2 separate regions of the Sus scrofa genome follow, and region 1 is linked to region 2. The links are chromatin contacts, called in public promoter capture Hi-C maps. All regions are on one chromosome and are shown on one strand. The core of a region is the stretch at or near the end of the contact, and the rest is flanking DNA. Distances in the headings are between cores, read along the strand shown.

What was found. Promoter capture Hi-C pulls out the DNA fragments that hold promoters and counts their contacts.
Region 1: a contact with region 2 is called in a promoter capture Hi-C map of liver, with 8 times the contacts expected there. The contact joins the enhancer-like site here to the promoter of PDE3B in region 2. A contact is called at or near these places in 2 of 5 promoter capture datasets (fetal liver and liver), 18 of 47 Hi-C or Micro-C datasets (alveolar macrophages, blood, embryonic fibroblasts and 9 more) and 2 of 2 datasets of contacts at active chromatin or transcription factors (alveolar macrophages and skeletal muscle).

Annotation. Positions count from the first base shown.
Region 1 is chr2:44,724,854-44,727,557 of Sscrofa11.1, reverse strand. It overlaps LOC106507279 (a long non-coding RNA gene), which reads left to right. Exons shown (of 7, transcript XR_001303160.2): 3 at 1,342-1,432. Among named protein-coding and RNA genes, the nearest start is that of PSMA1, 14 kb to the left of the region's middle. Within about 2 kb of position 1,362, at least 5 of the 83 cell types and tissues checked have an H3K27ac peak or open chromatin away from gene starts, as enhancers often do. A contact at or near this core is called in fetal liver and liver, where this site is marked.
Region 2 is chr2:44,612,822-44,615,521 of Sscrofa11.1, reverse strand. It overlaps PDE3B (cGMP-inhibited 3',5'-cyclic phosphodiesterase B), which reads left to right and starts at 1,447. Exons shown (of 17, transcript XM_021083299.1): 1 at 1,447-2,700. The coding sequence starts at 1,748.

The sequences.
Region 1 (2,704 bases), core at 113-2,612, 110 kb before region 2:
GAGGTATTTTTATTTAGCTGCCAAGATCTATGACACATAGTAATACTCTCCTTTAAAGCTTTAGCATTCAATATGGCTGACTGCTACAAAAATAGAAACATGGATGGTGAAGTTTGAAATAGGGACATCCTTCTTTAGCATATTTGATTGATTGATTGTTTTTTTCTTTTTTCTTTTTGTCTTTTTGCCTTTTCTAGGGCCACTCCCACAGCATATGGAGGTTCCCAGGCTAGGGGTCTAATCGGAGCTGTAGCTGCTGGCCTACGCCAGAACCACAGCAACGCAGGATCCGAGCCTCGTCTACGACCTACACCACAGCTCATGGCAACGCCGGATCCTTAACCCACTGAGCAAGGCCAGGGATCAAACTCACAACTTCATGGTTCCTTAAGTCAGATTCGTTCACCACTGAGCCACTAAGGGAACTCCTATTTTTCTTTTTAGGGCTGCACCCATAACATAGAGAAGTTCCCCAGCTGGGTTAGTGGTTAAATTGGAGCTGCAGCTGCTGGCCTTCACCACAACAATGCCAGATCCCAGCTGCATCTCACGGCAACGCTGGATCTTTAACCCACTGAGTGGGGCCAAGGATCGAACCCAGATCCTCATGGATACTGGTGGGGTTTGTTACTGCTGAGCCACGGTGGGAACTCCTGTTTAGCACATTTGAGTAATCATTTGGTCTGGAAATTATTTCATCCTTTATTTTAAAAAAAGCCTTTTAATTTTCAGAAATAAATAAAATCTTGTTGAGGAGTTCACTGTGGCTCAGTGGGTTGACGATCCAGCATTGTCACTGCTGCAGCTCAGGTTATTGCTATGGTGAGGGTTCAATCCCTGGCCTGGGAACTTCCACATGCCGCAGGCAAGGCCAAAAGGAAAAAAATAAAAGTAAAATGAACTCTTAGTACCCTAGCAAAATAAAATGTATTCTGGTCTCATTTTCTTACAAATAACCCTGAGATTGTTTGGAAAACCACTTTCTATATTAAAAACAGGCATTTCTTCCTTTAATGGGTCAAAGCCAGCAATTTTTTTTAAGTGTCAAAATGGCTTCAGAGTTTCTTTTCCTTTGGCCTGTTGCTGAGGTGGCAAGGGTAACCATTGAGAAATAAAAGAACAGAGACATTTTAGGATCGAAAGAATATTCTTATAAATTAGGCAACATTTTTCATTTGTTGCATTTCTTTTTCTTTCCTCACAACAAGATGGGAAAATTCAAATTATTCTACCAGGAGGTTAATAATTCCTTAGATGTTCTAAGTGACGTGCCCTTTGAAATCAGTGTTTTCTAGAATTGAAGTCCAAAGTTACATGCGCAATTCCTTTTTCTGCTGCTAGGTGGCAATTAACACCTTGGAGAGAAATAAAATCACCTCACCACCACCCCTGTCCCCAACCAGAAAGAAACGTGCATTTTCTCTTCCTTAAGGTAAGCATTCTCTTAAGGAATTATCCCTTTCCTGCTTTGTTTTGTTTGAATGAATTTACATTCACTTTTTCCTTTAATTGTTAAGGATAACACACTACAAGTTCAACACAGGCTGCTATAGCTAGGGAAGAATAGATCATATCTCTTAAAGAGGGTGGTTTCCAGAGTGTATGTTCATGAGTGATATAGAGTAGGAAGTTGCTATAATTTCCCTGCAGCATTTTGTTTTTCTTTTTCTTTTCTTTTTTTTTTTTTTTTTTTTTTTTGTCTTTTTAGGGCCACACCCAAGGCATATGGAGGTTCCCAGGACAGGGGTCCAATCGGAGCTGTAGCTGTCAGCCTACACCACAGCCACAGCCACAGCCACAGGGGATCCTAGCTGCATCTGTGATCTACACCACAGCTCAGGGCAATGCCAGATCCTTAACCCCCTGAGAGAGGTCAAGGATTGAACCTGCGTCCTCATGGATGCTAGTCGGGTTTGTTAACCACTGAGCCACGACGGGAACTCCAGCATTTTGTTTTCCTCAATTTTAGTAAAGAAAAATTTCCTGTGAAAGGAATTACAACTGGCCCACGTAGCATTATGCCAAATGTAATATAATTAAATATAAAACAAAAATGGAGAAAGAAAATAATTTTAAATTCAATGTGGTAAACTTGCCTTTCCAAGTGGACTATTGGAAAAACAATGAAATAATTCTTCATAAGAGTCACAAAGTGGTGCTGTACAAAAATATGTATATTTTTTTGAATAACCTACCCAGATTTATCTATTCCTAGCAAAATTATTTAAAGACTACACATATATTTACAAGTCAAGTGAATCTGATCTACATCCTTTTAAAAATATGTTTAATCGTGGACATTGCTTTTCATGACCTTCTTTCCCAAAAGAGTATATGTAGTGGGTGTTTGTTTTATATAAAATTCAAAATATCAAATCCCTGTTCAAAGAAGACTTCTCAGTTTGGGTCTTAAACTGAAAAGACTCTTCCCCAGGCTGAACTTAATGAAGCCTAACACCAAAAAGAAAAGCTGCTTCTGGCATTCTAGGCCTTCCGCACATCCAGATGGCCTGTCTGTAGCTTAGCCAGAACCAAACCCTTCCTGCTGCTGGCCTTGGATGACAGCCCCAGGCTACACCAGCTTCCATACTCTTTTAACTCTTCAGTGTCCAAGGTTTTTAAGAGGAGATGGATCTTTCACTGTGAATTTGGCTGAAAGGGTAAATCAAGTTTTAAACTTGAAGTTTAGTTTATAAAATTTTTA
Region 2 (2,700 bases), core at 198-2,697:
GAATTTTTATCTTTTAGGGCAAAGCATCTCAGTAATCAATTTGAAGCCTTTATTAAATATTTTTTCCCCTTATCCGAGAGGCAAACAAGGAAAAGGAACTCTGGTCTTTTCTCATTTTGGTCAAACACTTGTGCTAATTTCTCTGTGATTTATGCTATGTATGTGAACTATGACCATATATGAAAATAGTCTGTTCTAGGTCATGGCTGTGGGCAGAGATTAATTGGTGAAAAATGGGCCTGTTTGTGGGATTTACCACACAGTAAGGTTTCACATCTCCCTGGAAAAATGTGGAATTAGCTCTCTGAGAAATGCAGGGCTGTCATGAGGTTGAAGGGAGACTTTCGGTGGAGGGAAACACAGTTCACTCTCTAAGGCAGTTATGATTGGTGAAATTCCAGAGCAGTCCCTTTGGTACAGCAAAGTTCTTCCCGCTTTCAAGTCAGTGTTTCCTACGTGCAGTTAGTTTCACTAGTAATTCACAGATAGCATCCTATTTAGCTCCTTTCATGGCCAACTGATATAAACTAGGCAATGGTCTTGGTGAGAACTCCTAATCCTTCAATCGCCCCTGCAACCCCCCACCCCAACACGCAATTACAGTGAAAAAGCCTTCTACGTGGAAAGAACTTTCCAACAGATTTTCTAGGCATGTTGGGGGTAGGGATACAGATGTGAACAGAGGGTATGTTTGGGCAGGGAGTGCTAAGATGGAACAGTAGTTCCTCTCCCATGAAGATGGTTCTTGAGAAAGACAAACTCCATAATATCTACTAGGATGCTTCCAGAGAGCGCTCCAGGTGCATGCTTCTCCTTAAAAACCGTTGCAAGGGTCTGCAGCGTGGCCCAAGAGTCCACGTTGCTGCTGAGGGACAGATCTAGCCACAATGAGCTTGTTCGCCATGACCTTGGTGGTGGCTGACCCTTACCGGGTCACAGCACGCTTGGACAGTCCAATGACCCACCCTAAACTGAAATGAGGGTAGAGGTAGGACCCGCCGCCTCTTCAACTCAGTTTCTCTACTAGGCAATCCCCTTGGGGGCCATAAACGCCCTCTTAACCCAAGCTCCCGGTAGTGACCTGTCGGAGCTTGGCTGAAGTCTGTGACTTACCCCAAAGGGAACCTGCGCGCCTGGGGTCCCAGGATGGCGGGCGCGCCCTCTTCTATCCGAAAAGGACTCCGCCTGTCTCTCCCAGCCCCGGCCAGTCTTCCGACAGCCCTAGCCGCGCTCTCTCCAGTCCCCGCACTATTAGTGGGCAGGGGTCCCCGGCTCACGTCGAGACCAGCAGCTACGAGAACAAGAGGCGGTGCCGGTGGCTGCTGGACTGGACAGGGCGCGAGCGCGCGCGGGCGGCGGGCCGGGCGCGCGCCCGGCCGGGGCAGCGGCGGGGGAGGAGCGCCCGCCCGCCGCTCGCGCGCCCAACGGACCAGGCTGGGGCCGTGAGGTAACTGTTGCAGCCCGCGGGAGCTGGGAGGCGACACCGAGGCTCTAGTGTCGAGAAGTGTCCGAGGCAAAAGGAGAGGGTCCTGCCGCAGCGGTCCGGGAGCAAAGCCCCTTCCGCCCCTCTGCTCAGCCAGCATGTCGCGGACCCCGCCGCTTCCCCGGCCGCGCGGCGGGGACCCTGGGCCGAGGCGGCGGGCGCAGCCCTGACGCGCTGCCGAGCCGGGGGGCGCCCCGAGCGCGAGCCGCTGCTGCTGTCTGAGCGGGGCGTGCCGAGCCCCTGCTGCCACTCCGGGTCCGGGCCATGAGGAGGGACGAGCGAGACGCCAAAGCCATGCGGTATCCACAGCCGCCGGACGGGGCCGGCTCTCCCCCTGAGAGCCTGAGGAACGGCTACGTGAAGGGCTGCGTGAGCCCCCTGCGGCAGGACCCTCCGCGCGGCTTCTTCTTCCACCTCTGCCGCTTCTGCAACGTGGAGCTGCTGCTGCCGCCGCGGGCCTCCCCCCAGCAGCCGCGGCGCGGCTCCCCCTTCTCCCCGGCGCGCCTCGCGCTGGGCGCCCTGGCCGCCTTTGTCCTCGCCCTGCTGTTCGGCTCGGGGCCCGAGAGCTGGGCTGCTGGGGCCGCCCGGCTGCGGACCCTGTTAAGCGTTTGTTCGCACAGCCTCAGCCCCCTCTTCAGCATCGCCTGTGCCTTCTTCTTCCTCACCTGCTTCCTGACGCGGACCAAGCGGGGCCCCGGCCCGGGCCGGAGCGGCGGCGGCTCCTGGTGGCTGCTGGCGCTGCCTGGCTGCTGTTACCTGGGGGACTTCTTGGTGGAGCAGTGGGGGTCTTGGCCTTGGGGGGACGGAGACGCTGGGACCCCGGCCCCGCACACGCCCGCAGCGGTGGCAGGCAGGTGGTTCTTGGTGCTGAGCTGCGTGGGCTTGCTGACACTCGTGCACCCGGCGAGGCTCCAGCACAGCATCCTGGTGCTGCTCCTCTCCAGCTTCGTCTGGTGGGTGTCCTTCACCAGCCTCGGGGCGCTGACCCCAGCCGTCCGGCCGCTGCTGTCCTGCCTGGTGGGGAGCGTCGGCTGCCTGCTGGCCCTGGGGCTGGATCACTTCTTTCAAATCAGGGAAGCTCCCCATCATCCTCGGTTGTCCAGTACCGCCGAAGAAAAAGTGCCTGTGATCAGACCCCGGAGGAGGTCCAGCTGCGTGTCGTTCGGAGAAACTTCAGCCAGTTACTATGGAAGTTGCAAAATGTTTAGGAGACCTTC